Regions from separate parts of the Mus musculus genome. Here all the other regions are linked to region 1. The links are chromatin contacts, called in public Hi-C, HiChIP or PLAC-seq, Micro-C and promoter capture Hi-C maps. All regions are on one chromosome and are shown on one strand. Each heading gives the region's core, a stretch centred on a gene start, on an enhancer-like site or on the middle of the called end of the contact. The rest is flanking DNA. Distances are from core to core; before and after follow the strand shown.

Region 1 (3,503 bases), core at 294-2,793:
TTTCTGTTCCTTTTTCTTCCGTGGCTTGATGTTCTGCCTCCCCCAAGAAAGGCACAGGGGTGCTGGGTTTGTATCCCGGAGCTATGGAAGCAGCAGAAGCTTGGTAAGTCTTCACTGTTTCTCCATCCTCTTCATTCTCAGCTGGACCACCCTCCAGCTGTGATGTGGGATAAGCGGGCTCAGCCACTCCCTCTTCTCTAGCCACCACCTCCCCAAGCCTCTTATCAGCCCCTTGCAGGCCAGCGGGCTGTAGTGTGGCCTTGCCAGCTGTGCGTTCCATTTCCTTCTCTCTAAGGTCATCTTGTCCTGGCTTTGCATTGTACTCATCAACATTTGAAAGTCCCCAAGTTTCAGGAGGGGAACTTTCAGCTTCCACAAGGCAGAGCCTCTGGGCTGCTTGACTCTGTTCAGGAGATCCACTTTCTTCAGTCTCCCCATGAGGGAGGAGGTTACCAGAGACAGGGGTAGGTGTCAGCAGAGCCGCAGCTTCTATCTGATCTGCTCCTGTTACTGTTTTTGCCAGCCATGCCTCTGGGACTTCTGGGCCCCTCAGGCGGCTCCAGGCCCGACTGAGCAAGCCCATCAGTGGGGACAGGAGATAGAAGTTGTGGGCGTCCCTCCAGTGCAGGACATGCTGGGGTCTTGGGCTCGGGGCCATGTGTCTGGGCTAGAAAGGGGGGAAATTTGTTTAGAAGTCGCTCTGGGAAACAGTCTCGGGTCACAGCACTGAGTCATGGTAACAAATAGTCACAGCAGCAACACGTGAATGCCTGCCTCGAATTCCAAATAACATTGCTCACACCCAACTCTGCCACTTGGTTAATCTCTCTCAACACCCAAGCTCTACATCCTTAGAACCAAGAGCCCACACTCTTAAACCCTTCCCTTAGCCCCAGTCACAGTTCCTGGCCAGCCCTTCTCAGACCTGTAAGAGTCTGGCTTTTTAGTGACCTTTCGTTCCTCAAGCTTGTGTTCATGCCCCTAAAACCTCCCTCTGCCTACCCCTCGGACCCTGGTTATTCCTCCTGGGGTCCTTCCCTTTATTTGGCGCTATACAGATATTGCCGGTCGAGCCTCCCGGCCCCTTTCCCTTTAAACGAAGAGTGTAGACGTGGGCTCTCCTCTCTCAGACCAAATAAGCCATCTGGGCTTCTGTGCCTTTTCCCCAAACCTGGAATCGCCCTCCAGCTTGCCCCCTCAGATTCCACAACTCTCTCCAGTCTCCTCGCCAGAGAGTCCTCCCTCAAAGGCCGCCCCATCCCCCACTCACCGGCGGGCTGCACGTCACCCCGGGGGCTGAAGCGCCGGTTCTGGTTGCCAAAAGCGATCGTGGGTCCGGACTGCTCGCGAAGCCAGCGGGTTCATGTCGCCCTCAGGCGTGGGGCTCGGGGACGCAATGTTTCACAGGCTGTAGCAAAGGCTGTCCCGGCCGGCAAAGGGATGCGGGGTCGCGCGGGATATCGCATGTAATCTTCCACAAACTCAGAGCTGACTCAATCTGCGCCAACATCGTCCACGCGGCTTTTATACCCTGACGCGGCGCTGTGCTGACGTCACCGGAGAGGCGGGGTCTCGGAAGTCCCTGGGAAAGGTGGAAAGAGGAAAACAACACTGAACTTCTCGCGGAGACTCCGCGCTCTGTGAGGTCACCGCAGCTTCTCAGGCGTGCCCTAGGCTCAATCGAGAGAGCCGTCGATCTCACGTAATTTCCGAGCAAGTACGCGAACCTTATCTGGCAGTCACGTACCGTGCCATTTCCCTTTCCTTTTATTTTCTTTATTTGAGAGGCTGGGACTGGTTTCCATCTCTGTAATCCTCCTGCTACTGTCTCCAGAGTGCTAGGATTAAGGGCGTACACCAAGACTTCCGACCTTTTTTCTCCAAGCAAGAGTGACTTTTTTTTTTTTTTTTTTTTTTTTTTGGAGAGTGGGGGGGGTTCGAAACAGGATTTTTCTGAGTATCCGTGGCTGATCAGGCTGGTAGATCAGGCTGGCTTCAAACTCAATGATCCACCAGCCTCTACCTTCTAAATGTTGGGATTAAAGGTCCCAGCCACCACTCCCCTGTTAGCAATGGATTTTTATTAGAAGACAAAACACCCAATGTTTTTAAATTTTATTTATGTATTTTTTTTAAATGTAGGAGTGGTCTGTCTGCTTGTTTACCTACGTGCTAGAACAGGTCATAAGATCCCATTACAGATGGTTGTGAGCCACCTTGTGGTTACTGAGAATTGAACACAGGACCTCTGGAAGAGCAGCCAGTGTTCTTAACCACTGAGCCATCTCTCCAGCCTTTGTTTGTTTTTCCAAGACTAGTTTCTGGTTGTCCTGGAACACAACTTTGTAGACTAGGCTAGCCTAGAGCTCACTGAGATCCGATTGCCTCGGCCTCCTGATTCCCGGATTAAAGGCTGGTGAGATGGCTCAGAGAACAGTGACAGCCAGGCGTGGCGCACGCCTTTGATCCCAGCACTCAGGAGGCAGAGGCAGGTGGATTTCTGAGTTCGAGGCCAGCCTGATCTACAAAGTGAGTTCCAGGACAGCCAGGGCTATACAGAAAAACCCAGTCTCGAAAAAACAAAACAAAAACAAAAAACCAACACCCCCCCCACCCCCCGCCAGAACAGTGGCTGCTATCTCACACCTCACAGGCAAAAAAAAAAAAAAAAAAGACAAAAACCAAGATTTTCTTTTAATCTTTTTTTTTTTTTTTTTTTTTTTTTTTTTAAATTTTTTTATTTATTTTCTGTACATGAGTACACAGTAGCTGTCTTCAGACACACCAGAAGAGGGCATCAGATCCCATTACAGATGGTTGTGAGCCACCATGTGGTTGCTGGGAATTGAACTCAGGCCCTCTGGAAGAGCAGTGAGTGTTCTTAACCGCTGAGCCATCTCTCCAGCCCCCTTCTTTTAATCTTTATGTGAGTGTTTTCTCTCTCTCTCTCTCTCCCTCTCCCCCTCTCCTCTGTGTGTATATTATATATCATGTCTGTATGGTGTACAAGGAGGTCGGAAGATGGCATCTGATCTTGTAGAACTGGAGTTAAGATGTTTGTGAAGCTCCACATGGAGCAATCTGGGGACTAAATTTGGGTCCTCTGCAAAGAATAGCAAGCACTTAAGCCCTGACCCATCTTTCTGGTCCTTTAGTTGTTTTTGGTGGATCTGTCTGTTTTTTGTCTTGTTTTCAGACAGGGATTTTCAGTATAGCCCTGGCTGCCCTGAAACTCACTCTGTAGGCTAGGCTGGTCTGGAACTCACAGAAATCTACCTGCTGCTTCCTTCTGAGTGCTGAGATTAAAGGCATGTACCACCATGCCTGCCCAGTCTGTCTGTTTTGAACAGGGTCTTACAGTATGTCCACACTGTCCTGGGACTCACAGGGTAAGAATCTTGGGCAATTCTCTTCCTGTGTACAGAGGAGCATCAACCTCTTCTGAGGTCTGCCCTCATGGACCCTCCTTCTTCTATGTCTATTTTTTTTTTTTTTTTTTTTTT
Region 2 (3,503 bases), core at 731-3,230, 510 kb before region 1:
GAGCTTTGAGTGCCCAGTCAGGTAGTTGAAAGAGCATCCTTCAGACTGGTGGATGTCTTGATTGAGGCTTCAGAAAACATGAACATCACAGCTGTAAACCTCCCCACAGCTGTCAAACCTGCTACTCTGAAAACACCTAATCTTGGAATTCCTAAAAGCCCTAGGCTCCCTAAACCACACTAGCGCTTATCTGAAAATGGCAAAATAGTAGTATCTCTCACACTGGTTTCCACATATAAATGGCTGGATACACATTAGCAATAATTCTATCAGTAGCCCTTCGACCAGGTTTCGCCTTTTGGCCTCAGCCCTGGTCTCAGTCCTACTCTGAAACTATACCTTGGCCTCCACAACCCCCCCCAGCTCCAGCTCTCCAAACCTTCAGCTTCTTCCTGATTCCCTCAGGCATACCTTACTGATGGCCCCCCTACCATATCCAAGCTTCTCTAAGCTAACATTCAAGACTTTCCTACCCTGTATAGCAATAATTCCCAGCTCTGAGGATGCTCTCTCACAGTCTGATACACATCTTATCCAAAGCACTGACTGTCACAGAAAAGAAATTGTACCAAGAGATCCTGGCTGCAGATTTGGAGATCCCCAAAACCATAGACCTTGTAAGGCTCTGCAGACCATGTGAGATCGGTGATCCCTCAATTACAGGGCTCTGGGAGCAATTTAGTGATTCACAAACAGCTCATTACACAAAGTACATAAAACATAATGGAAAATACTTTCCAAGTTTCAAATGGAACCATGAGTTTGCAGGACTGGAGTAATATTAGTAAAATACATATGTTGGCATGCACTTAATCTCATCGAATAATGCATTTTTTCCCTTCCTATCAAGGTCAAGTTGCAGAGCACTGCACTAGATGATCCCAGACAGCTCTACAGACCCTCAGGAATGATTCTAACTCCTCAGCATGGGGACAACACAGGTTCTTTTTTGTTTGAAACCATTTTCTTTTTAATTACTTTCTGAAAGGCAAGTACATTTGAGCTGGATAAAATTCCCAGCGTTTTCTGTTATTATTCTCTACACATTTATCTACTCTTCAAAAGCACTTGAATTTCCTCCAAGACATAGACTGTATTCTTGCAATCATTGGACGATTCTAGTTCCTTCAAACTACCCCACCCTACCCCACCCACCCCTATCTCCGAGTCACCCCCACATAAAACACTTCCCAGACCTTAGCGACTCATTTATGCCTCTGGGCACATCACAAAGCTTGCTTCCCTCTCCCTAGGTGGGAGTACATCTCTTTCTTCCAGGTGGACCTTAACACTTCCTAGTCCTTGAAGAGAGCTTCCAGGCCTCATAAATGGTCCCAGATCCATGTAGATGAGCCGAATGCAGAGGCCAGCATGAGGAGAGACTTCCCAGCCCTAACAAATACACCCCAGTGAACTAGGTGACTCTGCAGACCCCCTTAACTCCTGGGGGAGTGAAGATCTCAAGATGGCCCCAAAAGCCTCTCAACAGACCCTAGCCTACGGTCGCACATAAAAACCATCTACGGCGCCTGCAGACGTGTCCAGGCTCAGCAATGGGAAGGAGGGCCGGCCTAGTCGCGGTCCAGGCCATACGAAAGCCCTCTGGCACCCACGGGCGCGTCCGGGGCCCTAAGAAGGCCCCCTACTCAGAGACTGCCTTGGCCGCTGCAGCCGGGTCCGAAGGTGCCACGCTACGCTCTCCAGGCCCCGTGGCATACGGGCGACACTCGGAGACGACTAGCGACCCGACTCCGCCCCGCCCACCCCGATAGGCCCGAGCCCCGCGGCCCGGACCGCCGCCGCCATCTTACCCCGCCGCTCGGGCTGCGGCTCCGGTCCCGGCGCGGGGCGGGGCGGAATGGGGCGGGGCTCGCGATTTGAGCTGGGGAAGGGCGGAACCAAATTGCCGCGGCGCTTGCCGGGATTTCAAGTACCCAGCTGGGTTTCCGAAAGGCCGGCAGCACCGGAGGCGACTCCGTTTCCCAGAAATCAATGCGTCACATGGAGGTGGAGTGCGCGCGCTGGATGCCGGGAGATGTAGTCCGTGTGAAGACTCCGTCACGCGGGGGACAGTGTACGGGGTGAGAGGTGAAGTGGGCGGGGCTGCTGGAGCGCGCGGTACGACCCCCCTCAGTGTCCTGCGTGCGCGGGGAAAAAGGCGGCGGATCAGGAAGTGATGTAAAAAAGGCGCTCCGTTGTTGAGATCCATGGGAATTGTAGTTCAATTAAGATGGACGCTACCCCGCCCATGGTCGTCCTTTCTGAATATGAAACCCTTCTAATTTTTTTCTCCTATAAATCCTAAGAAGATTTTTTTGAGACGCTGTCTTATGTATCTCAGACGGGCTTGGAACTTGCTGCTGTCTTTCTGCTTCTGTTTCCCCAGTGCTGGGACTCGTCAGTTATCATGCCCAGCTTCTAAAATTATTTATTGGGGGGGGGGAACTAGAGATTGAATTTAAATGCTCATACATGGTAGACAAACGTTCTATGTTATCACTAAACTATATCTATAGTCCTCTTTTCGTTTGTTTGTTTTGAGATAAGTTCATTCTAAGATGTCCAGAATAGGCTTTAACTTAAAATAATCTCCATTAAATTCAGAACTCAGGAGTCAAACCAGAGCTCCTTTACTCAGGACAGGAAAATCCAAACTCTGAGTCTTCTGGTTCAGAGCAGATGAGTGAAGACTCATTTCCCTCTTCCTTGGGACTCTGGAATTTCAATCCTCTTCCCTTTCAGGACGTCAATACCATATCTTACATAAATGTAAGTGCTAAATTCTTCCACAACCCTCCCGGAGCACTCATGCCCTCGAACTCAGAATTCTGGGTCCCCAGACTCTCCATCCTTTGGCCCCATGAGTCCAGACTCCCAGCTTTCCCAGTAGTAGTAAGGAGCCCCTCCCGACCCCCTGGACCGGAGTCGGACCGGAGAAATCTAAGTCTCTAACTCAATACTCTCGTAGGAACCAGTGTCTGAGCTATCAACCGCATCCTTCCAAAGCCCAGAAATCCTGGCTGTCGGCCCTTCTAGACCCGGACTTCCCGACTAGGATGAACTGGCTCATGGATTAGGAATGTGGTGATCTCACAGCCCGTCCTGCCCAGTTACCCTGCTGTCCCCCTCCAGGGCCCCAGCTCCCCTCCCAGTCTATCTTCCGTTTGGCTGGGACAGCGGGAACCGGAAGCCTAAGTCCATAGACAGGCCGAGACGCCAGCCTCTAGAACGAAGCTGGGGCAGAGAACTTGGCGACAATCCCAGGGAGGAGGCGGAGATTAATTTTGAGACCTGTGCTGTCCTAAGATCTCCCTATATACGGCCCTGAGAAGGAGCCCCAAGCCACACCTACCAGAAACAGTGGTCCTTAGATAATAACTACCGCAACATTTAATTTGCATATCCCCGCCCCGAAGAAAACTTTTTCGCCCAAAGATGGGGTTTATTAGCATAGCTCCTCCCAAAGGCGGACTGCAGGAGGAGAGCTCGTGGCTGTGCTTAGG
Region 3 (3,503 bases), core at 588-3,087, 460 kb before region 1:
TTGTGGAAACAGAGGAGACACCTTGTCAGTCATCCCCGAACAGCATGGGATTGGAGGGAAGGTAGTCCTGTATGTGTGGAGGGGATGTTGGATTGAACTCCAGGGCTAAAGGCTGCTTCCCCAACACAGGACGAGAGGGCTGAGAAGCATCACTCACCTCCCTTGCCATTGTACGTATAGCTTTCCCAGAAGCGCTCCTAGGGTTAGAGAAGAGAAGGAAAAGATAGCAACTGAACACGAAAAGTCATGCCCCGCCCCCACCCCACCAGTCCACCCTGACATAGGAGACCCCATGGAGGTGAGGAGGGAGCTGAAGGCTGGAGCCTGTGATCCTTAACACCTAGAGAAGGCGGACAGGCCCTCGATGCCAGGGTCCTCTGAGGCCCTCACCGTCAGTGTGTTGTCCTCAAAGTACTCCCGGGCCTCCTCCCAGGAGCACCTCTCCTCCAGACACTCCCGTTCCAGGTTCCCAGGGGTCAGCAACTCCAGGTCCCAGTGGTTAGCACGAGGAAAACGCCTGCGGCCAACTAAGAAACTCTGGGCCTCTGGGGCATCCAGGAAGATGTCAAGAACTAAGGACATCAGAGTCAAAAGCAGAGTCCTTAGGATAGAGGACAAAGAAGACAAAGAACTATGGGGTCCTAGGGGTACGGACCAGGCCTGGAGAACCCTGAGCAAGAGGGGACAGAGTTTTCACCATTGGGCATGAAGGAGGAAGACTGGAGTCTGGAACTCTACTTCTGAAGCAGGGGGTGACCATGTGGATCTGAGGGGAGAAGCCGGGGCACAGACCCTAGGATCTGAGGGAGAAGCGTCCGGGTCCAGGAATCTAGGAAGTCTCCTGGCTAGGGAGAGGCAGAACTAAACCTCTGCAAGGCTCTTCTCCAAACACTCACCTTCAAACTTGAAGAGACTCAAACACTCACCTTGGTTTTGCTCTCTGTGAGGTGAGGTGTCCAGGCAGGTGGCCAATCCCATATAGACTAAGAGCAGGGAAGGACGGCCCCTCATACTGTGTGGACTCCCAGATGACAAATGCTGCAGCGGAGTTAGGAGGCCAGGACTCCCTGCCCGCACTCTGCCATCATGATAAAAGCAAGTAACCAACTCGTGTCCCATGCCAGACACCGTGGGTCTTTATCAACTCAGGACTTTATCAAGACAGGGTTTCTCTGTCTGTGTAGCCCTGGCTGTCCTGGAACTCACTCTGTAGAGCAGGCTGGCCTCAAACTCAGAACTCTGCCTGCCTCTGCCTCCCAAGCGCTGGGATTAAAGGTGTGCCACCACTGCCTGGCTCATCTTAATTTTCAAGCCAGTCCTATTACTCCTGCCATTTTTATAGGTGAAGAACGTGTTACCAGGTAGTAAAGTCATTTGCCTATTGTACCAGGTTTTCGAATGTCAGAGGAGGACTTTGGAGGTGACAATGATAAGCACACAGTTGCTGAGGCTTGCTTTCTCTACCTATCACAAACCTGACAACACACAGTAGGCATTTAAACAAGCTCATCATCAACCCTCTTCCCTTCCAGCCCAGCAGATTACATTCCAAGTCAGCCTCCCTCTACCTGTTGCCTCATCGAGCCTCAGAGATCAGAGACTACACGACAGATCAGGTCGTATATTTCTAGGTCTTGAAGGCTTGAGGAGACAGAGCCCTGGGGATCCACAGCCTAGAGCTTGGGTCCCAAGTTTCTAGATCCCAATAACGTGGGGAATCAGGACACCAGATCCTCTGCCCAGGAGTTTCTCGGGGAGCATGCACCCACTTACCTGGCCAGGGCTGGGAGCTCTGCCTCTCTTCTTTAACGAAGGCCCTCTGGGTCAGAGTAGCCAGCTGTGCAAAGGGGTAGGCAAGAGGGGAGGGGAGGAGAGGAGGGGAGCTCCTCCTGGGTTACTAGGCCCGAGCCGGCTACTGGCGAGGGGGCGGGGCTACTGATTACCTTCTTTGGGAGGGACTCAGGTAAGGGACAAAGTACTTAAAGGGACCATAGGATCAAGGTCTTCAGTGCCACGGCCCCACACAGAAGAAACAAGGCTTTCCGACACCATGGAGGGATCTAGGGGGCTTTATTAGAGTCTCCTCTTCCCTACTTGTCCAGCCCGAGTCTCTCTCTACAGACGACTTGGCAGAGCCAGGAAAATAAATCTTAGGTCTCAAGAGATCTACACACTGGTGGGAAGGGAATTCTTTGGTTCCTAGAATAACTGGGCGGTACCACAATAAATCTGTTTCCTGAGGATAACTTGAACAGTTTAGTCTCGAGATCTTTGAAAATTGTTTTTTCTATAATAGGGGAAAGAGTTCTCACTTATCGACTCTTAAGATGCAATGGGGGAAAAAATAAGTAATATATTTGGGGAACTGGATATCAGTCTCTTCGGGTGACAGAGTTAAGTCTCCAAACTCAAACTTGAAGAGACTCAAAGCAACTGCCCCGCTCTGGGTAATGCCTAGAACAGGCTAGGGTGTCTCCCAGAGTCAAACCACTTTCGCTCACCGGAACCTTCGAGTAGTCACTCACGTTTCCGGGGGGATGGAAGAGAAGAAGAAAGCACTTACCAAGCCAGGCGAAGCGCCTCCGCGACTAGGGGCAGAATTATTTCCGGTCTCCTCCTGTCGGGCGGAAGTAGGAGGAGTAGAGTTTAAAAACAGTACTCTTTTTCCGGTTCGGGACGTAGTTGAAGCAACGACAAGCCGGATAACCGCTCTTGAGGTAAGCTGCAGGCGGTGAGGGGTCGCGTCGCCAAGTTTCCTTCTTGTGGGAGAAATTTGCAGTTCTGAGGGAGGTAGGATAAGGTTTCGCACTCCGAATCCCTGTCAATCATTAACAGCGCTCTTGAACGCCTAGGTTGGAAGACGAACTACATTTCCCAGGATGCCTTGTACTGTCTCCCTCATCCTGGCTGGTTGTAGAAAATGTAGTTCCGCAGTAGAGGAGTGATGCGGACCAAGTGAGGGGGAACTTGGGGTTCCCTGTGTTAGTGAGAGTTGAGGTCGGATTTCTAGACAATGGTGAGGAGGGGAATGAGCAGTAGTGGTTTGGACCCTTGAAGGTTCCTTGAAGCAATTAAAATATTTTATTCTGCTTGAGACCGAGTCTCAGTATGTAGCCCTTGCTGTTATAGAACTCGCTATGTAGTTAGCCTCAAACTCACAAAGATCCGCCAACCTCTGCCGCCCAAGTGTTGAGATTAAAAGTGTGCACCACCACACCTAGCACTTATTACCCCCCCCCCCCCGCCCCATTGTTCGTTTTTGTTTTTTGGCTTTTCGAGACAGGGTTTCTCTGTGTAGCTCTGGCTGTCCTGGAACTAGCTCTGTAGACCAGGCTGGCCTCCAACTCAGAAATCCGCCTGCCTCTGACTCCCAAGTGCTGGGATTAAAGGCGTGCGCCACCACCCCAACGATTATTGTATTTTTTTGAGGCAAGGTGACATGTAGTCCAGGCTGCATCGAATTTCACTAAATATCTCTAAGGAGATTAAGATTTATTAGCTGG
Region 4 (3,503 bases), core at 515-3,014, 430 kb before region 1:
CTAGCCACGCCCCTCAGAGACATGGGTGCACAGGCTAGGAAAGAGTAGAAATGCTAGGTGAACTGAGGGAGCTGCATCTATTAATCTTAGTACCAGGCCCATCTAAAAGCCTAGCCTGTCCCCTACAGGAGTCCTAGAGGAGTTAGTTGGATTAGCACCTGACACAAATCAAGACCCTCTACTCTAGCCCCGACCTCTAAGCGCTGCACAGACCCTAGCTGGACTTGAGCTTAAGTGTGAACAGGGTGTCTGGCCTCTAACTTTACCCCAATCCTAGAGTGCCACTGTCTCTATTAACCTTGAAGCTCCGCCTCTCACCATCTCAGGGCCCGCCCCTCTTTCAAGTGCAGTCTGCCCACTTCCCTAGATGGGCTGATCAATTTGGGGCTCCTCTCTCTCCAGCTCTGCCCTGCTACTATTTGCCCAGTTTAAAATTAGAAATTGCCATCACATTAAAGACGCAGATCTTTAATCTCAGCACTCGGGAGGCAGAGGCAGACGGATTTCTGAATTCAGGACCAGTCTCGTCTACAGAGTGAATTTCAGACTAGCTAGTTCCACAAATGAAATTCGATCTCAAAGTACTAATAACAATGAAAATAATCAAGCATATTTGCACGAGTGGCCTTCTTGTCCCGGGCCCATGCTGACTGTATCTGTCACCTAGAAACGGGGCAAGCCCGTCCAGTCCAGTTGGCATCACTCATCCCAGGTCAACCTGATCTCTGACCTTGGCATCTTCCTCAAATCCCTTGTCTTCAGTCTCTACCGAGAGTCGGCGTCCCGTTTAGAAGAGAGAAGAGGGAAGTCCAGACAGAGGCATAGGGGGGACTGAGGTAGAGGGGAACCCAGGGGTTGGTGACGCAGGTCCCCCACAGCCTCAGGTTTAGCTCCGCCTTCTCCCAGGAGGTGAGTGCCACAGTTTTGTCTTTTCAGTTAACTTCTCTCTCCCCACCTCCCACTTCTGCCCCGCTCCCCCGCCATCCTCCTACCCAAGTCGGGCCTGGCTTTCCTCTGGGCTGAGTTTGTCAAATTCCTTGGCCACGTCTCGTCCCAGGAACGCCTCATGGTCGTACTGGAAATTCCCGTGGGCGTCATCGTGGGGGGCCTCGCTCAGGGGGGTTCCATGATGGACCCTATCCTGGCCATGAGGTCCTGCATCAGGGGATGGCTTCCCGAGGGCCCAGTGCCTCAGCAGTAAGAGAAGCAACAGAAACGACCATCGCCACATCATCGGTTCCTGAGGAGAGGTGAGGACCAGCGGTCAGGGATAAGACTGGGGGCGGGGGGTGTCTGAACCAGAGATAATGTGGGAGAACTTTGAAGGGGGCGGAGTAGAGGAGGCTGCCTAAGGCAGGGCCGATAAAAGCGCAGGCTGCAAAAAGTTTTGGGCTCAAGAAAAGTCGGCAAAAAGAATAGAGAATTTAAAGGCAAAACAACCTCTGGGGGTGGAATCCGAGCCTCAGAGGAGTCTCAGAGCAGAAAGGGGGTATTTCAGTTAGAGACGTGGCGCATGTCCCACCCAAAGTTCAGGGCATGGTGGTGGCCGAAAGCATCATGCAGGCTCCTCTGTGCTGCCCCCAGGCTGGACCGCGACCCCCACCCTTCCACCCACCCCACCTTCACCCCACCATCACCCCACCACACCTCTGTTACCCGGCCTGAGTTAGCTCCCTACGCTGAGCTCTGCTTTCGCACAAAGATGCCCAACCTGGCCAGGTTCCAGTTAAGCTCCTCCACCAGCCGTCCAGAGGCTGCCGCCCTCTGACCAATGACTGCGCAGGAAAGCCTCAGGGGCGGAGCCAATGACGACCCCCTTGCCACGTCCACAAGGCCGAGCTCCAGACCCGAAGGCGTGGTGGGCGATAAGGCTGATATTGAACTACAACTCCCAGCAAACATATGGGCCGACTTGCACGACCACCTCCAGAGTCTCTGGCCCCAGGGGATTAAGGGGAATGTATTTTTTAAAAACTCTTTCCATTTCTTAGATCCGTTTCAGAAAAGAGGAGGTCGGGTTTGGTTGGCTCACTTGGGAGACAGAAGCAGTCTGTCTCTATGAGTTTGCCGCCAGCCAGGACGACGTAGAGAGACCCTTGTCTTTAAAAAAAAAAGGGGGGGGTGGGGGGGGAGCGCGGCTGGAGAGATGGCTCTGCAATTAAGAGCACTGACTGTTCTTCCAGAGGACCAGAGTTCAAGTCCCAGCAACCACATGGTGGCTAACCATCTGTAATGGAATCCAATGCCCTCTTCTGGTGTGTCTGAAGACAGCTGCAGTGTACTCAGATACATAAAATAAATAAATGTTAAAAAAAAAAAAAAAGAAAGAAGGAAGGAAAGAAAGAAAGAAAGAAAGAAAGAAAGAAAGAAAGAAAAGAAGGAAAAGAAAGAAAGGAAGGAAGGAAGGAAGGAAGGAAGGAAGGAAGGAAGGAAGGAAGGAAGAAAAAGAAGAGAAGCAATGCCTGGTACAGTGTAGGTATCACATACACAACTCGGTCTATAAAATGGCCAGGCTGCACGATAGCAATCAAGAGGTGTCTATATGATCTTTCCCAGACGCGTTCAATTTATTCCAGCTGCTTGAAACTTGAGAATAACGATGCACACACAGATTTGGGGCCAAATTTATGTGGAGATGGAAAACAACCATGTACATTAAGAAGGGAAACTGAAGCAGGCCACAAAAGCAGGGATCCATGGGAGGACATCGGGCCCAGGCTCCCTCAGGAGGCTCGGAGACAGTTCAGGAGGTCACACAGCCCGAAAGGCTGCAGTGGGCAGGGGGCCCGAGTCTGCATCAGGAAGTGGCTGGAAAGGCATTTGCACCTTGAGGTTCAGCTTCTGGGGGCAAGTTCCCACCAGGCAACAGGTCACCAGAGTCATCGCCGCTGAGAGAAAGCCATGGGGCTGAGAGAGAGGAACAGAGGTCAGCACAAGTATCTAAGGTCTCACCCACCCAACACACCTGACAGGGTCACGCTATGGTCTCTGTTCCCATCTCTTTTCCCAGGGTGGTCAGGGACTCTTTTGTCTCTATTATCTCTCTGCCTCCCCTCTTTCTTTCTGAGTCGCTACTTCCTGCCACGACCCCCAATCCTGCACACGGCCCCTCCCTTCCCCAATCCTGCACACAGCTACGCCCCTCCCCAATCCTGCACACGGCCCCTTCCCTCCCCTCCCCAATCCTGCACACGGCCACGCCCCTCCCTCATTCTGCACACGGCCACGCCCCACCCCAATCCTGCACACGGCCCCGCCCCTCCCTCATCCTGCACAAGGCCACTCCCACCCAATCCTGCACACGGCCCCGCCCCTCCCCCATCCTGCATATACCTGGCAGACCGCTGCGCATCCTGCCCCACAACAGCACACCGCCTGCGATGGCCACTACCACCAGCAATAAACCAAGAACGATTCCAACCACAGGCACAGAAGATCTGGCTGATGAATCTGCAGCCAGAAAGTATCATGAAGACAGGGAAGAAAGGAGTTGATGATTTCTC
Region 5 (3,503 bases), core at 656-3,155, 400 kb after region 1:
CTCACTGTAGGTTCAGCCAGGCAAGCTTCAGAGATGTCCGTGTTACAAGGATTACAAGGGTTACCAGGGAAACATCTTACTGATGAGCCCCATCCCCACACTCACTGGCGGTCACTTCGAATCCTGAAAGGAGGCAGGCCACTCCATCTCTTAGAACTCTGGCCTCTCCCTATTCTCCCTCCCACATCACAACACTCGCTCCATTTCTTTACAACTCTGAAAAGTCTTCTCAGAATTTAGGGAGCTTTCTCCCCTGTTCCTTAAGCTACAGCATGTGGCTCCAACCTCTCTGGATTTATTGGTGCCTTTCCATCCAGACAAGCTGCCTATGGCCACCCCAGGTGCTCATAGCCTAGTCTAGGCTCCCAACCCTGGCCCTGGCAGGCCTTCCCCTGCCCTCAGCCATATGCTCACCATTCTCACTGACGTTACTGCAGGCCCATGTTTGAGTGGTGGTGTTCCACGTGCAGTCATACCACAGGTTCAGGGACTCTTTGTCTGGGAGAGTCCACCAGGACTGGAAGGGACAGAGACCGGGGAGGGTGAGGTGAGACACAGGACAAAAGATGTCAGGGAGAGTGGGGATGACTCCTGATGGCCAAATGCATGGGCTAGGCCAGGGGAAAGTACACACGCAGAAGTAAGAGTAGGGAAGGGGAGGAGTGGGGAGGAGGAGGCACAGAGGTAGGGAGGAAGGGAAGCAGAGGCAGGTAGGTGGGGTCTTAGAGATGGGCTATATCTGGGGTTCCCAGTGAGCTGGAAACTTACCTTGTCCAAAGTGGCCACAAAAAGCAAGACAAGAATGAGGATGTGGAGGGCAGAGACCACCAACAGGAGGAGTGACATGGCTGCCAGATGTCTGGCTCAGGGCAGGAGAGGCAAGCCTGCAAAGGGTGGGAGCACTCAATCCTAGGGGAGGAGGGCTGGAGAATGGCTTTCTAAATCAGAGAGGAGGGCCAGGGAGGTAGGGAAGTCTCTGGTGTGAGGGAGAAGGGGAGTAGGCCGAGCAGTTCCTCCCTGGGGAGAAGGGCAAGCCAGGGGACTCCTGCTCTTGGAGGCGGGCAGAGACTGTCCTAGATGGACTTTTGGGAGACAGAGGAACGGGCAGGACTAACAGTGAGCTGGTGCATCTTCAACACTCTGTCCCTGGGCCGTGTGGGTCTCCATATGAACCATCAGGAGCAGGAATTGCCCCCGGGACAGGCATCCTTGACTCACTGACTCTCTTCTTTCTCCTGGAGTGAGTCACGAGTGACTCATCCCCCCTCCCTCCAACACCAGGGAAATGCCAGCCTCTGGCTGAGTCTCTGGTCCTCACCCGACCTGACTGCAGACCCCGGCTCTAGACACTCAGGGAGGTGGATTTGCAGCAGGGAGGGTGTGGTCTGAGTGGAGAGACCACCTCCTACCACCCTTCAGTGTCCAGAGAACTCAGCCAGCCCTGGGAGCCCTCCTGCACCCCTTCATCTAAGAAGGGAGTGGAAGACCCCAGGGAGAAGCCACAGGACATTCTTCATGGTGGGCTCTGTTGGGACAAGTCTCATAGACAGCTCTAAGCTCTCCTGTATTCCCACTACAAAGGCTGAGAGATCAGTTCTTCAATTACCAGTCTCCTCTGGAGCTAAGAGTGGAGGGTCTCTTCCTGCCTAAGGTGCCCCGCCCATGGTGCCATGCCGCCCAGTAAATAAAGCCCCATCTGAATAACGGATTGAAAAACTTACCGAGAGTTGCTGAAGAAGTCAGAGTTGGAGTCTGTCCTCGTTGGGCCTCTTGCCCCGCCCTTCTGCTCCCTCCTTCCACTCTGAGGCCCCCGCCTCCCTCACCGCCTTCCTCCCACCCTTTAATACCCACCCTTCTCCGTCTGCCTTCTCCCTCCCTCCCTTTCTCTCTCTCCTCTGGTGGTTTTCTGCTTCTCTCGACTCTCAATATATACCAACCCTTTTATATCCACTTTAGCCTCGCCCAGCTGAGGTCTCCAGTCAGGGGAGGGCACGAAATCTTGGTTCCTTATTCTCTGCCCACCCAGTCACACAGAAGGCATGTTCTGGGACCTCCTTTCAGGGCTCAGATGAGAAGTCCTTGAGGCCCTGGGGTGGAGCATGTTACCTTCTTGGACTGGATGCCTGCTCTCTTTGATGAAGTTTGGGGCAGAGTAGATGACACAAGAATCTGTAGAAGGCCAGATCCTGTGACACAGATCAAACTTTGGGCTGGCTCATGGCAGGACAAAAAGTATGAAATTACGGGAAGGAGCAGGATATAGCTTTAAAGAATGCCAATGTTGCCATTCCATGGTTGTGTGGCCTGGGATAGATTATTTCACTTACTTGGGCCTCAGTTTGCTAATCTATATAGTGGGTATAATACACAGTCAATAAAGAAAATAGACGGATGGCAATAATGACTAGGTGGGCAGATGCTAATTTAAAAAGGATAATCCTGGAAAGCTTCTTGGAGGAGGTGCTATTTGACCTGAGTCATTTGGATACTAGGGAGAAAATGTCCCAAGCTTTGAGAAGAAACGCTGGCCGTTTGGAGAGCAGACAGAATGGCCAGTGTGTCTGGAGCACAGAGAGCGTAGGGTGTGGTGAGCGGGACAGCAGAGGATTCACTTGGAAGTCATGGAGGAATCAGGATTTTACTGTAAGTGCTGTGGGAGGCCATTAGAATTCTCACAGCACTCTAGTCCCAGGGTTATAGTGTGAACTATCATTTATTCTCAGAGTTAGGGGCTGTGGGTGATGAACTAGGACTGATGAAGTTAGGGCTGGGGATCTGGATGATGGTGCTAGAGCTGGGTGTGATGACCTAAGCCTGCAGGGGTGAGTGACCAGCTGGCTTGGGGATTGCGAGACTGGGAGCTGGGTACCACACAGCACAGCCTCTGCAGCATCCATTGGCAGTGTGACCATAGGCGTTACTGATGACGTCTCCACTATTTTCCTTCATCTGTAAAAGAGGGATAGCATCGCGGCTAGCTTAGATCTAGAGCAGTGCCTGGTAATACTGTACAACTTAGAGCGGGCTTTGGAGCCCCGAGTGGAGTCGAGGGAACTCTGGCTCTAGTAATTGGAGAAAGGGCAAAGACTTGAGGCCAGTGCGTCCGGAAGCTAAAGTTTGGAATCTTAAATGAGGATGGATGGAGGAGGGGGACAGAAACAAGGGGAAGTCTAACTCTGACCCTGGAGAGAGTAGAGAGTGGGTCACTGAGGACAAAATTGGGGGGCTGGGATGGAAGCTTGTACTTCTCCATGATTGCAGGGACAGGAGGCTGCATCCCAGGCCTGGGAGGAGTGTGGACCAGGAGCAAGGAAGCTCCACTGGCTGAGAAGCCAGCTGGGATGTTTTAATATTCCTTGAGAGTTGAAAAAGTTCGGTACTTGGGGTGCCTAGGGGAGGCGTTTAGGGAATCCCCAACAATAGTGCCCAATAGAAGTGGAAGTATCTGGAGACACTAGAGGTAGGGGTGGTGGGATCTCCCCTGCCCAAGCCTCTAAGGAGCG
Region 6 (3,503 bases), core at 738-3,237, 390 kb before region 1:
TGCCACAGTCTTCAGTTGCTCTATCCAGCGCTGGGCTAGGAAGAGGCTCCACAAGGCCTTGCAGTGCTTCTCCTGCAGACCAAGAACCCAGGCCAGAGCTCAGAGAGTAGGGGCGGGGCTAGATGACTGACATGGGTTAGGCCGGGCCAGAAGGCAGAAGGAAGGAGAGCGGGTCAGGATGGCTTAGTGATGGGGCTAGGTGTCAGCGGAGAATGGGCGTGACCAGATGCTAAAATTAGTGGGCGGGGCCAGGAGACCGAAAGAGGTGGGGCCAGAAAGGGTAGGAAGGGTGGGCCTGTCACTTGTGAGATGGAGGTGGGTATGGATCAAATGCCTGAGATGAGACCCGGCCAGACACCAAGGGAGAAAAGTGGTGGGGCTTCAAGTCTGAAGACCACGCCCTCTCCACGGAGGGGCGGGGCCAGATGCCTGAGAGGGAGTGACCTACTAAACCCAAGCGAGAAAGGAACATAGAGGCCAGTCTTGACAGCTTGGTGGGAGAATGAGCTAGGATGCCTTGATCTGGGGCTAGGATGGGGTGGGTGTGGGTGGAAAGAAGGTCTAGATTTTCAGGTCTGAGGGTGCAGGAGGTAGCCCACTAGTCTTGTCCCTGACTGGTGGCACATCTTGAGTCTGGTTCCCACCTCCATCCCAGGGCCCTCCCGACTGTGACTCACGTCCTGAAGATTGACGGCCACAGTGACTGGGTAATCTTTAAGCAGGTGGTCAGTCTATGGGAGAAAACAAGGTGAGGCCTGATTGAAAGCAAGAGCAAATTATAGAGTCGGAGAAGTTGACCCTGAGACAAGGGGACAAGGACAGAAAAGAGGCAGGACTCACATAAAGAAGAAGAGAACGAGAGAGAGAGAGAGAGAGAGAGAGAGAGAGAGAAGAGACACCAAGACAGTAGCAAAGAGACTCACAGAGCAGCAGAGGTCTACAGAGAGAGGCATCCAGAGAGAGGGACAGAGAGAGGGACAGAGAGGAACATGTGCTCAGAGTGAAGGCCAGAAGTCCTAGAGAGAAACAGTGACAGAGACTCAGAGAACAGGGACTCAGAAAGAGAGACTGAGACAGAGAAAGATAGTAAGAGACCCAGAGAAGGGGGCAGGGGGCGGAGATCCAAAGAGAGAGGGACAGAGACCTCACAGAGATAAAGACATGTTGTGAGACAGAGATGCGGAGATAAGGACCCAGCACAGTATGGGAACTGGCTCACCAACTCTCTAAACTTCACTTTGAAGTTGGAGGAGATGGGACTGTGGCTGAAGTAACAGTCAGGTGTCCCCCGCAGGCAAGGACTCAGCAGCAGCAACAGCAGCAACAGGGAGGACTACAGGGAGGTGGTGTCAGCAACTGACTTCCATGCAGGGGCTCCCTGGATCCTGCTTCCCTCATTAACTGGGTGTCATCTTCCCTGTCTCTGCCTGTCCTGCACCTTGGCTCCTGTGACAAACCTGTGGCCATCCTCTTTTTTTTCTTCCAATCCTGTTCTGTGTCTGTCTCCTCATGCCTCCATCCCCTGCCCATTTCCCTTCTCCGCCCGGCTCCATCACCCCTCAGGTATACGCACATTTGGGCTCCAGGCTGGCGCCAGCACTGTCATCTCTGCCGGGGACCCCTCATGCCTGTGACAGGTTCTTGGAAGTGACAGGAGGGCAGGTCTCGGGCTCATACCCTGCAGCCCCTTCCCCACCCACCCCTGTACCCCGCCGCCCCGCCCTGCCGCCCTTGATGTGGGTGCGTTTCCGCCTCCTGCTCCCCCAGGCTTCCTGCACGAGCCTCAGTGACTGTGAAAAGTCATCTCCTCTTCTAAGAACCCCGACCGACGTCCCCAGAATCCTCCCCAGGTCTCGCACCCTGCTCCCTCTGCCCGGGAGTGGGGACCTTGGGACCGCCCCTCGGGGACTTGGAAAGCCATTCACCCCACGCACCAGGCTTGCCCCAGCTGGGTGTGGAAAGCCAAAGCTGGATGACAGCCAAAGACCGAAAGTGAAAGGAAGCTTTGGGGTAGACAGTGCCAGGGGTGAGTTCGAGCCCGGGCGGGACACGCCACCTAGTGGTAACAAGTGGCGCGGCCGCAGACCTCAGCTTGGGCCCTGAAAGGATAGCGAAGGGATGCGACAAGGCTTTCCAGCTTCGAAGTGTATGTAGAATCCGAACAGTGTCAGTCACTTCAGCTGCCATTAAATAGACTTTGCCTCCACCATAAGGAATGTCATAGTGGCTTCCTTTCTGATTTCCCTACTTCCTAGCCATCATCTGCTTCCTGGGGCACAGAACTTGTGAACCTCCAGCCTCTAGGTTCCTGATTCATTTGGGATAAAAGTCCAGCCTTCTTAGCAAGGACTGGTAATACAGACCTGTCACTCCAGTTTCCAAGGAGCCCGAGGCAGGAGGAATGAGGGTTGGAGGCTGGCCTTGTTTCAAGACTGGCCTGAGCAATTTACTAAGACCCTGTCTCAAAAACTACAAAGATGGCTGGGCGTGGTGGCGCACACCTTTAATCCCAGCACCCGGGAGGCAGAGGCAGGCAGATTTCTGAGTTCAAGGCCAGCCTGGTCTACAGACTGGTTCCAGGACAGTCAGGGCTATACAGAGAAACTGTCTATAAATAAATAAATAAATACATACATACATACGTACATAAATACATAAATAAATACTACAAAGACGGGCAGGTGCACAGCTCAGTTGGAGAGCAGCTGCCTAGAATCCACCAGAGAGTCAGTGGCAGAGAACTAGCAAGCTTGAGGTCCCCGACTCAATCGATGGTGCCGCCCACCTCACCCCTCCACATAGAGCTGCAGTGTTTGACTCTGTGCTCTCCTAACCCCTCCCTGCTAACCTCATGCTATCAGTGTTCCTTCCCAACACTAGCCATGCGCGTGCGTCTCAGGTGGGCATTCTCTTGGCCAGGGGCCTTTGCACTAGCTGTTTCCAATCATGGAATACCTTCCCTCCAGATCCTTGTGTTGTCCCCATCTTGCCCAAGCCCTTGCTTAAACACATAGGCAGAGGCCTCATGACACCCTTCCCCAAGAAGCTCCCCTCGCAGCACCAGACTCACCCTGCTTTGCCCTTATCACCATTTAACACACGATGTGGTTTCCTTATCTTCCCCATTGTCTTCTATTCTTCCGTGGCTGTTTCCACCCTGCAAAGCCCTTGCACCCAGAACTATGACTCGCCTAAGCAGCAGCTACACAAGAGTCCGACCTCTTCCCATCTCATTGCTGTGGTGTAGCACAGGATGTGTCTGGGCTTTGGTTTTGGTTCCTAGGAGATAAATCCTTGGGATTTTCCAAGTATGGGGAGTGCCTTTGTTTATCGGGGCTGGCACCTGGACTCCACCTGAGTCCACACAGAGGCAATTCAGAAAGGACCTGGTTGTGCTTGAAAGACCAAGAATGAAGAGTATGGTGCATTGGAGGCAGGTGGACCAGGAGTTCAAGGTTAGCCTTGGCTACATATAAGACCCTGTGTCATATAACAGGCAAGAT
Region 7 (3,503 bases), core at 295-2,794, 310 kb before region 1:
AGTGATATCACTCTTACCCAGACCTTCAGTTTGAAGAGAACAAAACCCTGGGTTCCAACTCTCTGCCCTCAGGCAGCCAGGCTCTGCCTCTAAGTGGGATAGGAGCCACTTGCAGCCACTAGTGCCTAAGCAGTTGTGGAGTCTGCACTTCTGTGGATCTTCAGAAACGCAGGGGGTCCAGCCCAACAGGCTTCACTCTGGCCAGGTCACAAGGAAGCTGTGTTCTCATCAGAAGCAAACCAACCCACCCCAGCACTTTACTTATCACACAGAAACTGGTTGGACCAGATACAGCTCTGAGCTGGAACTTCTGCCTAGCCCTTGTGAGGTCCCGGGTTCTGACCTTCATCTCCACTTTTACACACCCACACCCACACTTCTTCTTCTTTTTTTTTTTTTTTTTTTTTTTTTTGGTTTTTCGAGACAGGGTTTCTCTGTGTAGCCCTGGCTGTCCTGGAACTCACTCTGTAGACCAGGCTGGCCTCGAACTCAGAAATCCTCCTGCCTCTGCCTCCCAAGTGCTGGGATTAAAGGCATGTGCTACCACGCCCCACACCCACACTTCTATACACACACAAGTATACATGGCTGGAGATGGCTCAGGGATTGAGAGCACTGCCTGCTCTTCCAGAGGACCTGGATTTGACTTACAGCACCCACATGGTTGACCACAACCATCTGTAACTCCAGTTCCAGGGGATCCAGTGCCCAGTGCCCTCTTCTGGCCTCTGTAGGTATACATGCAGACAAAACATACAGATAAAATGTAAACGTTAAAAAACAGAGTAAAATAAAAACACAAAATGGGCTGGCTCAGCAGGTAATAGCACTGACTGCTCTTCAGAAGGTCCTGAGTTCAAATCCCAGCAACCACATGGTGGCTCACAACCACCTGTAATGAGATCTGACGCCCTCTTCTAGTGTGTCTTAAGTCAGCTACAGTGTACTTATGTGTAATAATAAAGAAATCTTTGGGGTGAAGCAAGCAGGGACTGAGTGAGTGGGGCCGAACAGAGCAGACCGGAGTGAGCAGCAGTCCTAAAAACAATTCCCAACAACCACATGAAGGCTCACAACCATCTGTACAGCTACAATGTACTCACATTAAGAAAATAAATAAAATCTTTTTTAAAAAACCCACATAAGTTTGGTAAAGATTATTTTGTATCTGTCAATCCCACATCCTCAGCAAACACCCAGGGTGACCCAGGTCATGTCTCCTCTTCTATCTGGGAGTCTACTCCCTTCAACTCCCAGTACCTTCTTCTTCAGACCCAGGGTCCAGATCCCAATATTCTTCTTTAAGACCCAGAGTTACAAACCCCAGCCTCCTCCTCTAAAGTCATGAATCCAGGCCCCCATAACCACCTTCTCTCCTAGGGACCCCAGCAACCCTACCCAGTCCTTAGATGGACTCATCTCTCCTAAAGCAAGCACCTCGCAGCGAGTGTCCCTGTGAGATTCCAAGCCTACCGCCGGGCCCGCCCCCCCCCCCGGTCCCTCCCACTTTTCCCAAACAAAGCTCCCGGCAACTTTCTCTGGGTCTCGCCCCGCCCGCCCGCGGCTCCCCTGCCCAGGCCGGGAGGTAGGAAGGCGCCGGCGGGAATCGGGATCCTGCTTGGGGTTTGTGAGTTGGGGTGGGAAGTTCCGCGCGATGAGGTGAGGCGCGTGTTCCTGAGATCGCGTGGGAACTGCCCGGAGCCCTTTTCTGCCCCGGGGCCGGAGTTTGCGCGGGGGACGCAGCCGAAGTGTGGAGCTGGAACTTTCTCCGGAGTTAGGGGCCTGGGGATGGTCTGCGGCTGGGGGAGCGCGCGGGGTGGCCGGGGGCTGCGGATGTGGGAGCGAAGGAGCGACCACGGGTCTTCTGTTAGTTCGACCCCTGGGCCATCCTTCGTGCAAGTATCCGCCCTGTGGGCATGTGGCCCCCACACGGAGCAGGGCAGGAGCGGGAGTGGCCAAGGGAGAGCCATAGGGCCCCTTGGACCTTCGGCCATTGGTCTTCCGAGGATTGGTGACTGGGTCAGGAGATTAGAGATGTCCGTCTGTCTTGCCTGGCTCGTCTGTCTCTTTGTCTGGCCACATGGGGGTGGGCTGGGTTGGGATTTCGGCCTGTGGGGGTCCTGAACGTCGTCGCGACACTGGGCTGGGCTTGAGATCTTTGTTCACCTAACCTCTCTCTACCAGGTCAAGAGTCCAAAATTGGAGGGATGGGACTCAGAACTTTGGGGTCCTGGGAGTTCTGGATAACATAAAACCTCTAGGGAGGAGGTATCTGACTGTATGGGGAAAGTTTTCCCTGTTCTTGGCCTCCGGAAAGTCGATGGGAACTTGGGCTGGAACCGAGCCCGGGGGAGGGGCGGGGCCGCTGCTCGCATGCTGGCCTCGCCCACAGCAGGGGTTGTGGGGAACTGGGGGAGGGGATGCCTGGGCTCTTTGTTCTGTCCTCCAGATGGCTGGGCGACTGAGTCCCAAGGCCTGAAGTTTGATGGGCACCCAGCCCCGCCCCCGCCTGATTCTGTGGTTACTTTCTGGTCTGGGCCCTGACTATGCCCCCTTTTGCTGTGTCGATCTGGATTTTTGTCCCTGGATCTCTCTGTCCCCTTCTCTCTGGGTGTTGGTTTTGGACTTAGCCTCTGCTTCTCCAGCAGCTGCTGCCCTTCTCTGAGCACCTGTTCTTTCTTAGTGGGACAGGAGAGTCTCACTCCTGCCAATTAACGAGACTCTGGTCTTCCCTAAATCCAAACACAGCCTCAGGCACTGCACCTGAGTTGGTCAGGTGGCTTCAACCCCATGCAGTCCCAATGCAAATTCCTCACTGGAAGAACAGCCTCCCAGGTCCCAGGCTTAGGTTCCTCTTTTTCCCTCAGACCCAGGGGTTCAGGTTCAGGCCTGGCTTTCTCTCTCAGGCAGTGCTCCTGCCTGTTCTTGCAATACCATATGTAGCTGCTGATCTTCATCTCTGCAGGCCCAGATGGGGGATCCCCGGACTGGGGCCCCCCTGGATGATGGCGGGGGCTGGACAGGTAGCGAGGAAGGCAGCGAAGAGGGCACCGGAGGCAGCGAGGGCGTTGGAGGTGATGGCAGCCCTGATGCAGAAGGTGTGTGGAGCCCCGACATTGAGCAGAGTTTTCAGGAGGCCCTGGCCATCTACCCTCCCTGTGGCCGTCGCAAGATCATCCTGTCAGATGAGGGCAAGATGTATGGTGAGTCCCCTGTGGTGGCTGTCCTGACCCCAGGGAGAAAAGTCACACTAACCCAAGTGTCCAGAGTCTGGCCAACTGTGGTGGCACACACCTGAACAGTTCAAGGCCATTCTCAGCTACATACTGAGCTCTGTGCTAGCCTGGCCTAGTAAGACCTTATCTCAAAATAATAAAAATAAGGCAGGTGGCAGAGGCAGGTGGGTGGATATCTGTGAATTCAAAGCCAGTGTGGTCTACATAGAGGGAGTTCCAGGACAGCCAGGGCTATGTAGAGAGACCCTGTCCCAAAAAGCCAAAAAT

Evidence for each region. Promoter capture Hi-C pulls out the DNA fragments that hold promoters and counts their contacts. Hi-C and Micro-C count contacts between places; a contact is called where the count stands out from the background. HiChIP or PLAC-seq counts read pairs in DNA pulled down with a chosen protein or histone mark.
Region 2: an H3K27ac HiChIP or PLAC-seq map of microglia shows a contact between it and region 1, with 12 times the contacts expected there. The contact joins the promoter of Scaf1 here to the promoter of Ppp1r15a in region 1. A contact is called at or near these places in 10 of 39 promoter capture datasets (the C10 cell line, the HPC-7 cell line, cranial neural crest and 6 more), 5 of 115 datasets of contacts at active chromatin or transcription factors (bone marrow-derived macrophages, memory CD8 T cells, microglia and 2 more) and 2 of 9 other capture datasets (adipose tissue and liver).
Region 3: a contact with region 1 is called in a promoter capture Hi-C map of pre-B cells, with 2.1 times the contacts expected there. The contact joins the promoter of Prrg2 here to the promoter of Ppp1r15a in region 1. A contact is called at or near these places in 2 of 39 promoter capture datasets (hippocampal neurons and pre-B cells), 2 of 115 datasets of contacts at active chromatin or transcription factors (pancreatic cancer cells and thymic regulatory T cells) and 2 of 9 other capture datasets (adipose tissue and liver).
Region 4: a contact with region 1 is called in an H3K27ac HiChIP or PLAC-seq map of microglia, with 4 times the contacts expected there. The contact joins the promoter of Rcn3 here to the promoter of Ppp1r15a in region 1. A contact is called at or near these places in 1 of 39 promoter capture datasets (liver), 2 of 115 datasets of contacts at active chromatin or transcription factors (microglia and thymic regulatory T cells) and 2 of 9 other capture datasets (adipose tissue and liver).
Region 5: a Micro-C map of embryonic stem cells shows a contact between it and region 1, with 4 times the contacts expected there. The contact joins the promoter of Emp3 here to the promoter of Ppp1r15a in region 1. A contact is called at or near these places in 4 of 39 promoter capture datasets (the C10 cell line, HPC-7-derived erythroid cells, hippocampal neurons and 1 more), 3 of 484 Hi-C or Micro-C datasets (embryonic stem cells and myocytes) and 4 of 115 datasets of contacts at active chromatin or transcription factors (the 230-238 cell line, memory CD8 T cells, pancreatic cancer cells and 1 more).
Region 6: a contact with region 1 is called in a promoter capture Hi-C map of neural stem cells. The contact joins the promoter of Flt3l here to the promoter of Ppp1r15a in region 1. A contact is called at or near these places in 7 of 39 promoter capture datasets (the C10 cell line, cranial neural crest, hippocampal neurons and 3 more), 3 of 484 Hi-C or Micro-C datasets (the 63-12 cell line, B cells and erythroblasts), 7 of 115 datasets of contacts at active chromatin or transcription factors (bone marrow-derived macrophages, embryonic stem cells, large pre-B cells and 4 more) and 3 of 9 other capture datasets (adipose tissue, liver and pancreatic islet).
Region 7: a Hi-C map of cerebellum shows a contact between it and region 1, with 4 times the contacts expected there. The contact joins the promoter of Tead2 here to the promoter of Ppp1r15a in region 1. A contact is called at or near these places in 4 of 39 promoter capture datasets (cranial neural crest, frontonasal cranial neural crest, hippocampal neurons and 1 more), 1 of 484 Hi-C or Micro-C datasets (cerebellum), 2 of 115 datasets of contacts at active chromatin or transcription factors (neural tube and pancreatic cancer cells) and 1 of 9 other capture datasets (pancreatic islet).

Annotation. Positions count from the first base shown.
Region 1 is chr7:45,524,725-45,528,227 of GRCm38.p6, forward strand. Ppp1r15a (protein phosphatase 1, regulatory subunit 15A) reads right to left here and starts at 1,544. Exons shown (of 3, transcript NM_008654.2): 1 at 1,271-1,544; 2 at 1-667. The coding sequence starts at 658. It also overlaps a transcript of Plekha4 not described here.
Region 2 is chr7:45,014,269-45,017,771 of GRCm38.p6, forward strand. Scaf1 (SR-related CTD-associated factor 1) reads right to left here and starts at 1,981. Exons shown (of 11, transcript NM_001008422.1): 1 at 1,812-1,981.
Region 3 is chr7:45,059,815-45,063,317 of GRCm38.p6, forward strand. Prrg2 (proline-rich Gla (G-carboxyglutamic acid) polypeptide 2) reads right to left here and starts at 1,838. Exons shown (of 7, transcript NM_022999.1): 1 at 1,774-1,838; 2 at 927-1,078; 3 at 391-572; 4 at 158-197. The coding sequence starts at 1,011. It overlaps Nosip (nitric oxide synthase interacting protein), which reads left to right and starts at 2,615. Exons shown (of 9, transcript NM_025533.3): 1 at 2,615-2,717.
Region 4 is chr7:45,090,449-45,093,951 of GRCm38.p6, forward strand. Rcn3 (reticulocalbin 3, EF-hand calcium binding domain) reads right to left here and starts at 1,765. Exons shown (of 7, transcript NM_026555.2): 1 at 1,648-1,765; 2 at 993-1,240. The coding sequence starts at 1,234. It overlaps Fcgrt (Fc receptor, IgG, alpha chain transporter), which reads right to left. Exons shown (of 7, transcript NM_010189.3): 6 at 3,334-3,450; 7 at 2,545-2,907. The coding sequence ends at 2,798.
Region 5 is chr7:45,919,521-45,923,023 of GRCm38.p6, forward strand. It overlaps Emp3 (epithelial membrane protein 3), which reads right to left and starts at 1,906. Exons shown (of 5, transcript NM_010129.2): 1 at 1,722-1,906; 2 at 769-884; 3 at 415-517. The coding sequence starts at 846.
Region 6 is chr7:45,134,445-45,137,947 of GRCm38.p6, forward strand. It overlaps Flt3l (FMS-like tyrosine kinase 3 ligand), which reads right to left and starts at 1,988. Exons shown (of 9, transcript NM_013520.3): 1 at 1,935-1,988; 2 at 1,574-1,640; 3 at 1,220-1,333; 4 at 678-731; 5 at 1-72. The coding sequence starts at 1,606.
Region 7 is chr7:45,214,248-45,217,750 of GRCm38.p6, forward strand. It overlaps Tead2 (TEA domain family member 2), which reads left to right and starts at 1,545. Exons shown (of 12, transcript NM_011565.3): 1 at 1,545-1,585; 2 at 2,966-3,203. The coding sequence starts at 2,972.